Regions from separate parts of the Hordeum vulgare genome. Here region 1 is linked to region 2. Evidence: chromatin contacts called from public Hi-C data. All regions are on one chromosome and are shown on one strand. Each heading gives the region's core, a stretch centred on a gene start, on an enhancer-like site or on the middle of the called end of the contact. The rest is flanking DNA. Distances are from core to core; before and after follow the strand shown.

What was found. A called contact is a pair of places that touch in the nucleus more often than the background predicts.
Region 1: a contact with region 2 is called in a Hi-C map of seedling, with 1.8 times the contacts expected there. The contact joins the promoter of LOC123412983 here to the enhancer-like site in region 2. A contact is called at or near these places in 2 of 6 Hi-C or Micro-C datasets (leaf and seedling).

What each region holds. Positions count from the first base shown.
Region 1 is chr7H:195,152,354-195,156,610 of MorexV3_pseudomolecules_assembly, forward strand. It overlaps LOC123412983, which reads right to left and starts at 1,399. Exons shown (of 4, transcript XM_045105931.1): 1 at 1,028-1,399; 2 at 815-885; 3 at 179-241. The coding sequence starts at 1,177. It overlaps LOC123409964, which reads right to left. Exons shown (of 3, transcript XM_045102834.1): 3 at 4,117-4,257.
Region 2 is chr7H:194,877,713-194,882,392 of MorexV3_pseudomolecules_assembly, forward strand. No RefSeq gene overlaps it. Among protein-coding and RNA genes, the nearest start is that of LOC123406999, 250 kb to the left of the region's middle. Within about 2 kb of position 2,624, at least 3 of the 3 cell types and tissues checked have open chromatin away from gene starts, as enhancers often do. A contact at or near this core is called in leaf and seedling, where this site is marked.

The DNA.
Region 1 (4,257 bases), core at 149-2,648, 270 kb after region 2:
AATTGATGATTTAAAAGCACCGCTCTATCCGGTTCTGATTCTGAAAGTTCCATTTTTCATGCACAATCTCTTGGTTTCTACAAACCACGCACACACATCTAATTGTCAAAAGACTGTCTCATGCTACTGACTGACTGTTGAGCTCATGGAGTAAGAAGAAAGAAATGACGATATCTACCTCCCCAGCTCTCCATGAGGACCTTGCTCTCCTAAACCATGTCCACCGCTTAAGGTGATCAACCTGCATTACAAGACAATGGAATTCTGCAAATTCAGGGATAGAATTTGGATTATGTTGTTTACAAATTAGCAGTCACTTACTGTACTAAATGCTTTTTTAGTAGTTTGAATCATTCTTGTGCTAAACTAGTAAGCTCTGAAGTCTGTTTTTTAGAGAACCATGTTGTCTTGTAGTCAGAAGTTCAGAGAAGAAATGACAACTTGTAGGTCCCAAGAGAAGTTCTTTTCTTAATAAGAGTGGGTGATACTCCTGTTAGAAACCAGAGTGCAAACTAGGCATTCTACAAAGTTAACCACCAACATCATTTGCTTTGCTTAATCTTTATCACCTTAGTTGTAAGCACTACAACTTCTTGTGTGATGACACAACTAAGATACTCCTACATTACTGTAAGCACCTGTTTCTTAATTCATTGAAAGGCAAATTGTATTTGCATGATATTTAGAGGTATTTGCATAAGTGAAAGTCAAATCAATCCAGGTATTGCATCAACACAGAAGCATCTACTCACTCTAATCACAGGGGAAAAATCAAGAATTCTGAACAGAGTTGCGACAGCTATGGGATCCTCACGCGCTCATCCTCCAGGGATTTTGTCGAGGTGCGGCAACTGTGGGATCGGAGCTCCATGGCGACTGATGATTCTGCAAAGATGTAGTCCAAGATGTTCAGTACACAAAATTTTCTGAACCTAAATCAAGCAGGGGAACCTTGACGAGCAGGGAAAACTTGAATCAAACAGGGAAAACTTGAATCCTGCGGCGCTAGCGCGGGGCCGGCACTCACCACGGTCGAACCTTGACAAGCAAGCGCGGATCTGGCCGCCATCATGGCCTGCTCTATGGTATGCAAGTATGGGGACAATAGGGAGGAGCACGCCATGGAGAAGGAAGGAGGATTGTCCGCAAGCCGAGGCGGCATGGACGAGCTCGCCATGGCAACGACGGGGGACACAAGGAAAGCGACGGCGAGCGACTCGTCATGGAGTAGAAAAGCTGATCCTTGAGCTTTGCGTGAGAGCTACAGCAAGGCAGAAGACGGATTCCTTGACCTTCATGAGGGAATAAAAGAGGGACTGTGCGGGACACCTGCAACGCAACAGAAGGGAAGAGGGACTGCAGGAGAGCTGTGGCACCAACGAGTGTGGTCAAGGAAGGGACGGGGACTACCGGTTGTGTTGGGATAAGAGAAAGGTTTTTTTTTCTTCTTCTTTTTTACAAAATGTTCGAACGGAGGGAGTACTTATTTGTCTCGTCCTTGTTTAGCGAGAGAGAGGGGGGGATTGGTTTCAACGCACTTTGATTAAGCTCTGGGCTGGGTGTTATATACAGCGCCACTACTACCTCCACTAACCCACGATCACCACCACTCGAATAGCCACTACTCGAACAGCCTAAGCCACGATCGGCTCATACCGCATGCTAGCTACACAGATGCATGCGATATAGACGGTGTAGCTTACCACAACCCCCTGCAGTCGTGACGTCGGCGGAAGCAACGCAGAGACTGTAACGGAAGTTAGAGAACACCCCGAGGGGAGCCCTTTCGTCAATGATGTCGGCGAGCTGCTGACGAGTGGGGATGTGAAGAACGCGGAACTCGCCGAGAGCAACCCGTTCACGCACGAAGAGAATGTCCAGCTCGACGTGCTTGGTGCGGCGGTAGTGAACCGGGTTGGCCGACAAGTAGGCTGCGGAGACGTTATTGCAGTAAACCAGCGTAGCCTTGGCGACGGGGGAGATCAGCTCGCCGAGGAGCTGTCGGAGCCAGACGCACTCAGCAACGGCATTGACGACGTCGCAGTACTCGGCCTCAGCGCTGGAGCGGGAGACGACGGCTTGGCGCTTGGACGACCAGGAGATGAGCGCGTCACCGAGGTAGACGCAGAAACCGGAGGTAGATCGGCGAGTGTCGGGGCAGCCCGCCCAGTCGGCATCAGTGAACGCCCGCAGGTCAAGGGTGTGCGAGGCGCGAAGGTGAAGACCGAGAGCAGGCGTGCCACGCACGTACCGGAGCACACGCTTGATCAACCCGGGGTGACACTCACGGGGATCGTGCATGTGGAGGCAGATTTGCTGGACAACGTAGGCAATCTCCGGCCGCGCGATCATCAGGTACTGAAGCGCACCGGCAATGCTGCGGTAGGCAAAGGGATCGTCGACGTGCGACCCATCGGCGATCGGCAGTTTGCCCTTGGTGTCGATCGGCGTGGGAGACGAGCGGCAGGTGTCCATGCTGGCGCAATCCAGGATGTCGGCGGCATACTGTTGCTGGCAGAGAAAGAAGCCAGCCAGTGTGCGCGTGACGCGGATGCCAAGGAAGAAGTGCAAGGGGCCGAGGTCCTTCATGGCGAACTCCGCAGTGAGCTGAGTGACGACGTGGCGGAGGGCGGCAGGCGAGGACGCAATGAGCACGATATCGTCGACGTAGAGAAGCAGGAAGGCGATGTCGTGGTCGTGGCGTCGCGTGAACAGCGACGAGTCGGAGCGTGTCACGGTGAAGCCGATGGACTGGAGGAAGCCGGTGAAGCGCAGGAATCATGCACACAGAGCCTGCTTCAAACCGTAGAGGGACTTGAAGAGGCGGCAGACGTGATGAGGTTTGGCGGCGGCGACGAAGCTGGCGGGCTGAAGGCAGTATACCTCTTCGTCTAACGTGTCGTGCAGGAACGCGTTCGACACGTCCAGTTGGTGAACGGGCAGTTGCGCGATGCGGTCAGAGTCAGCACGACGCGGACAGTGGTGGCTTGACAACAGGCGAGAAGGTCTCGCCGTAGTTGACGCCGGCGCGCTGTCGGAAACCGCGCACGACCCATCGCGCCTTGTGACGCTCGAGGGAGCCGTCGGCCTTGTACTTGTGTTTGAACACCCATTTGCCGGTGATGAGGTTGGCGCCGGGGGGTCGAGGCACCAGCTCCCAGGTACGGTTGCGGACGAGGGCGTCGAACTCGTCGCGCATCACGGCGAGAGGGTCGCGAAGGGCGACACGCACCGAGGAGGTTACTGGCGAGACCTCCGCAGTGCCGGTGGTGGCGACGAGGCTGCCGTGGTAACGCCGATTCGAGCGGAAGATGCCCGTTTGCGAGTGTGTGACCATGAGCCGCTGGAGACGGTGGCGCGAACGCCCCCGCGGAGCTGCTGGAACTCGCGACAGAGGAGCTCGCAGCCTCGTCAGCCGTGCTTGGGGGTGTGCCCGACGTGCTCGAGGAGGATGAACGCGCAGCCCGCGCGCGCCGGAGGTTATCAGCTGAGGGCGAGGTAGTGGTGGACGCGGAGGGACTCGACGCGATCACGGGTACCTGCAAAATGGGTGGCGCGAAGGGAGGTGATGGTGGTGTGGTGGGGCGAGGTGCAGGGAGTGTGGCGAAGGGAAAAAACGCGTCGTGTGGTGGGATCAAAGCAACGGTACCCGCGGTGATCGGAGGGATAGCCAAGGAAAACGCAGGCGAGAGACCGTGGCTCGAGCTTGTGTTTGGCCGTGGAGGAGATGTTGGGGTAGCACAAGCACCCAAAGACGCGGAGAAGCGAGCAATCTGGAGCGACGTCAAGCAGGAGTTCGTGGGGGTGTGCGAGAGAGAGGATTGGTTTCAACGCACTTTGATTAAGCTCTGGGCTGGGTGTTATATACAGTTGACAGACCAGGAGCTGATTAAGCTCTGGGCTGGGTGTTATATACAGTTGACAGACCAGGAGCTGATCATGCATGCACCACTACTACCTCCACTAACCCACGATCAGCCACCACTCGAACAGCCACTACTCGAACAGCCTAAGCCACGATCGGCTCATACCGCATGCTAGCTATGCACTCTCATACCGCATTCTAGCTATACAGAGTGCATGCGGTAAAGACGGTGTAGCCTAACAGTCCTGATGTAGAAACTCAGCCTTATCAGTATACGTAGTACCAAGGAGGCCTTACCAACGAATCGCAGTGCTCCAGTTTATTCGATACTAGTGAACAACCCTCAGCCGAATAAAAAGGCCATGCTAAATGAAGCTCGTTGGTTAGCCTTA
Region 2 (4,680 bases), core at 1,374-3,873:
GCCTCGGGTCTTGAAGTATCCATCCATCTCTTCGTACCTGGGTGGAACTTTCCGCGTGAACACTCGCACTTCTTCAGCAACACCTAGGCTATCACTGGGTACTCCAGGGTGTCGTTCAACCAATTTCCACCCAGAGGTATATTGCAATCATGAGGTCTTGAAAATCTTGAAGTGTTGAGGTCTTGGTCATTCATTAAGTCTCACAACTCTCATGATAAACACTCAACCTACCCCGTCTACTAAAGCATAGCAAAGAAAACATCGTCTCCCGGACCAAAGTGACAAGGGTTTATGGGGTGCCTACCACATGATACTACTCAAGAACCAAGTTTCCAATTTACCTACTTTACATGCAATGGTGGAAAAAGTTGAACTAATGCAATAAAATCATAGCTAATACATGATCAATGTGAACTTGCCTTGCTGACGGTCTTCAAACTCGAGTGACTCTATATAGCAAGCCTCGCACTCCGGATGATCTAAGAGACAAACAGTTCACGCAATAAGCACAACATAAACATAACAACAAGTAAAAACTAATAATATTAAAACAACCAATAACACTAACGTAGACAAGAGAGAAAAACCAAATAAAGAATTCATCCAAAAGTCCATGGCAAAGCTTTTAGTAAAAACAAAGCAAACTATAAATAGTTTTCTGTAGCTAATAACATCTTAACAGAAAAAAATAAGACTAATGAAATTAACAGAAAGTATTTCACCTAAACTTTTCTACACAAAAAGAATCAAATAAAAAGGTTCTATAAAACAAAAGTTATGACCTATTTAAAATAAATCTTGAATCTGTCCAGATCGAAAATTTATAAATACAAAATATATTTTCATTAGACCTCTCGATAAACATAACATGTCGAAATCATTAGCAAAAAGAAACAATCAAAAACAAAATTCTAAATAAAAGTTATACCTAAATTAGTGTTTACTACAAATCTGTTTGAACTCGAAAATTAAAAGTTCAAAAATATATTTTTTTTGATGGTTCCACGTGATAGAGGGGATTTTTTTGAATCTGTAGCAACAAGAAAACGGAGTTATAAAACTAAAGATACAAAACAAAACTGAGATCTAATTTAAAAACGAGATTTTTCTGAAAACATTAAATTGCGGATATGCGACACGTGGCTATCATTGGTTTGCTGCAAGTGTTCGCTACAAGGCTAAAAGGTAAACAATCTCTACTTAACTAATATGAAAATAACTTACACACAACAAATATGAGGAGGCACAGAAGAAGATGACGATGGTGAGGCGGCTCCCGCAATCAACAGCGTCGGGGAAGTTGTCCAACACATGTGGAACATCGAGGGCGACCGATTTTTTGCTGAAGGTGAAGGTTGATGGTGAACGAAGCGAGCGGGGCGTCGAGGTGAACTCCGTGAACTAAGACGTCGTTACGAGCTCGAGGTGGTCGCTATAGACGAAGAGATGAGATTAAACCTTGTCAAAAAGAAGCTAGGGATTGAAAAAAGTCTAACTACACAAGATGGAGGCTCGAGATGGCTCACGGGCGTCGGAATATGGCGATGAACCGCAGCTTCTGCGGTGAGATCCAAATGACGAAAGCTTCGCGTACAAGGGTTTTTATAGGACATGATGCTTGGAGCAGGGGTTGACTTGAGATAGGATTTTCACAAAGTTTAAACCGAAGTCGGCGTCTTTACGCGTACGTGCGTGCAGTTGGACTCTGTTTTGTTTTCGTGGACAGGAAGAAGACCGAGCGGGTCCCACGCGCCAGGGAGAGAGAGTACGAGAAAGAGAGGAAATTGGGAGGAGAGAAACATAACGTGGGGTTCGTTGCCCTTTGTTTGAAAAACAAACAGCCGGCAGCGGCTGGGAGGAGCACTCGTGGCTCGCCTCGCTCATTGCCTCGCTAGGGCAACTCCCACCATGCGTGTGGGGTGGGCTGGGGCGCTGGCCCATGGTTAGCTTGGCCGTCCGGTGCGCTCGCCTGGCCAGCAGTTTTTTTAGGAATAAAACGGAAAAAAAAAACATACTCCGTGATCCGTGATCAACGGCGTCGGGGAAGTTGTCCAACAGATGCGGAACGTCGAGGGCAAACGATTTTTGCTGAATGTGAAGGTTGGTGGTGACCGAAGCGAACGGGGTATCGAGGTGAACTCCGTGAACTACGGCGACGTTACGAGCTCGAGGCGGTCGTTGTAGATGGAGATACGAGATTAGACCATGTCAAAAAGAAGCTAAGGATCGCAATAAGTCTAACTGCAAAGGATGGAGGCTCGGAATGGCTCACGGGCGTTGGAATCCGACGATGAACCGCAGCTTCTGTGGCAAGATCCAAACGCCGAAAGCTTCGTGTATATGGGGTTTTGGCGTGGGGGTTTTACGAGAATTAGTCGAGGAGAGTCACGGGTATTTATAGGACATGATGCTTGAGCAGGGGTTGACTAGAGATAGGATTTTCATGAAGTTTAAACCAAAGTCGGCGTCTGTACACGTACGTGCGTGGAGTTGGACTTTGTTTTGTTTTCGTGGACAGGAAGAAGACTAGGCGGGTCCCACGCAGAGAGAGAGAGTACGAGAGGGAGAGGAAATCGGGAGGAGAGACACATGACATGGGGTTCGTTGCCCTTTTTTTTGGAAAACAAACAGCCAACGGCGGCTGGGAGGAGCGCTCGTGGCTCACCTTGCTCCTTGCCTTGCTAGGGCAACTCACACCGTGCGTGTGGGGTCGGCTGGGGCACTGGCCCATGGCTGGCTGGGTCAGCCCAGTTTTTTTTTGAGAAATAAAACGAAAATAACATACTATACACAAAATAATATTTAGGGTATTGTATATCAAAACGATCGGAAAAATAAATCCTATAGCATGGACATTTATTAAACACAAAATAAAAACTTTATAAAACTTTTTCTTTAAAATTCCAAATAAAATCAAATTTGACTTTCAAATAAATTGGCACTATTTTTCTTCTCACTTTTGGGGTGTCATGTTACCTCCTCTCATACTTGTTGTACAAGGTATTTTGTGAGGGATTTGTGAATGAAATTCACGTGCCAAAAGAAATGAAATCAAATACCAGATGAAAATTCAGTTGCCACATTCATTTCAATCAAAATGCATAGATGCTTAGCTATAATTGTAAAATATTCCAAATTGAAATTTGGGATGTTATAGTTATAGAATCTATACTTCAACCAGAGAATGACGCAACGCAAAAAGATGTTTCTATGGAGCCTACATCTGTTGAAGAGGAGGCTGATGATTATGATCATGTAGCTTCAGATCAAGTTGTTATCGAACCTCGTAGGTCGACAAGGGCACGTAATACTCCTGAGTGGTACGGAAACCCTGTCTTGTCAGTCATGTTGTTAGAAACAATGAACCTACGAGCTATGGAGACGTGATGGTGGGCCCCGATTCCAACAAATGTTTAGATCCATGAAATCTGACATAGGATCCATGTATGAAAACAAAGTGTGGACTTTGGAAGTATTACCTGAAGGGCGAAAGGCCATTCAGAATAAATGAATCTTTAAGAAGAAGACACACGCAGACGATAATATCACCGTCTATAAAACTCGACTTGTGGCAAGGGGTTTTTCACAAGTTCAAGTAGTTGACTACGATGAGACTTTCTCACCCGTAGCGATGCTTAAATCCATCAGAATCATGTTAGCAATAGCTGCATTTTTTGATTATGAAATTTGGAAAATTGATGTCAAAGCAGCGCTCCTTAGAAGGTTTTGTCGATCCAGAGAATGCTAAGAAAGTATGCAAACTCCAGCGATCCATTTATGGACTCGTGCAAGCATCTCGAAGTTGTAATCAACGCTTAGATGAGGTGATCATGGCGTTTGGGTTTATATAAGTTTGTGGAGAAGCTTGTATTTACAAGAAAGTGAGTGGGGGCTCTATAGCATTTCTAATATTATATTTGGATGACATATTGCTGATTGGAAATCATATAGCCATTTTGGGAAGCGTAAAGGATTATTTGAATAAGAGTTTTTCTATGAAGGACCTAGGAGAAGGTGCTTACATATTAGGCATCAAGATCTATGGAGATAGATCAAGACGCTTAATAGGACTTTCACAGAGCTCATACCTTGACAAAGTTTTGTAGTAGTTCATAATGGAGCAGTCCAAGAAGGAGTTCTTGCTTGTGCTACAAGGTGTGAAGTTGAGTAAGAGTCAATGCCCAGTAACTGCAGAAGATAGAGAAAAGCTGAGTGTCGCCCCTATGCTTCAGCCATAGGCTCTATCATGTATGCAATGTTGTGCACAAGACCTGATGTCAGCCTTGCCATAAGTATGGCGAGAAGGTTTCAGAGTGATCCAGGAATAGAACACTGGACAACGGTCAAGAATATTCTGAAGTACCTGAAAAGGACTAAGGAAATGTTTCTCGTTTATGGAGGTGATGAAGAGCTTGTCGTAAAGGGTTACGTCGATGCAATCTTTGACACTGACCTGGATGACTCTAAGTCTCAAACCGGATACGTATTTATTCTCAATGGGGGTGCGGTAAGCTGGTGCAGTTCCAAGCAAAGCGTGGTAGCTGATTCTACATGTGAAGCGGAGTACATAGCTGCCTCAGAGGCGGCCAAAGAGGGTGTGTGGATGAAGGAGTTCATGACAAATCATGGAGTTGTGCCTAGTGAATTAAATCTAATGACTCTGTTCTGTAAAAACACTGG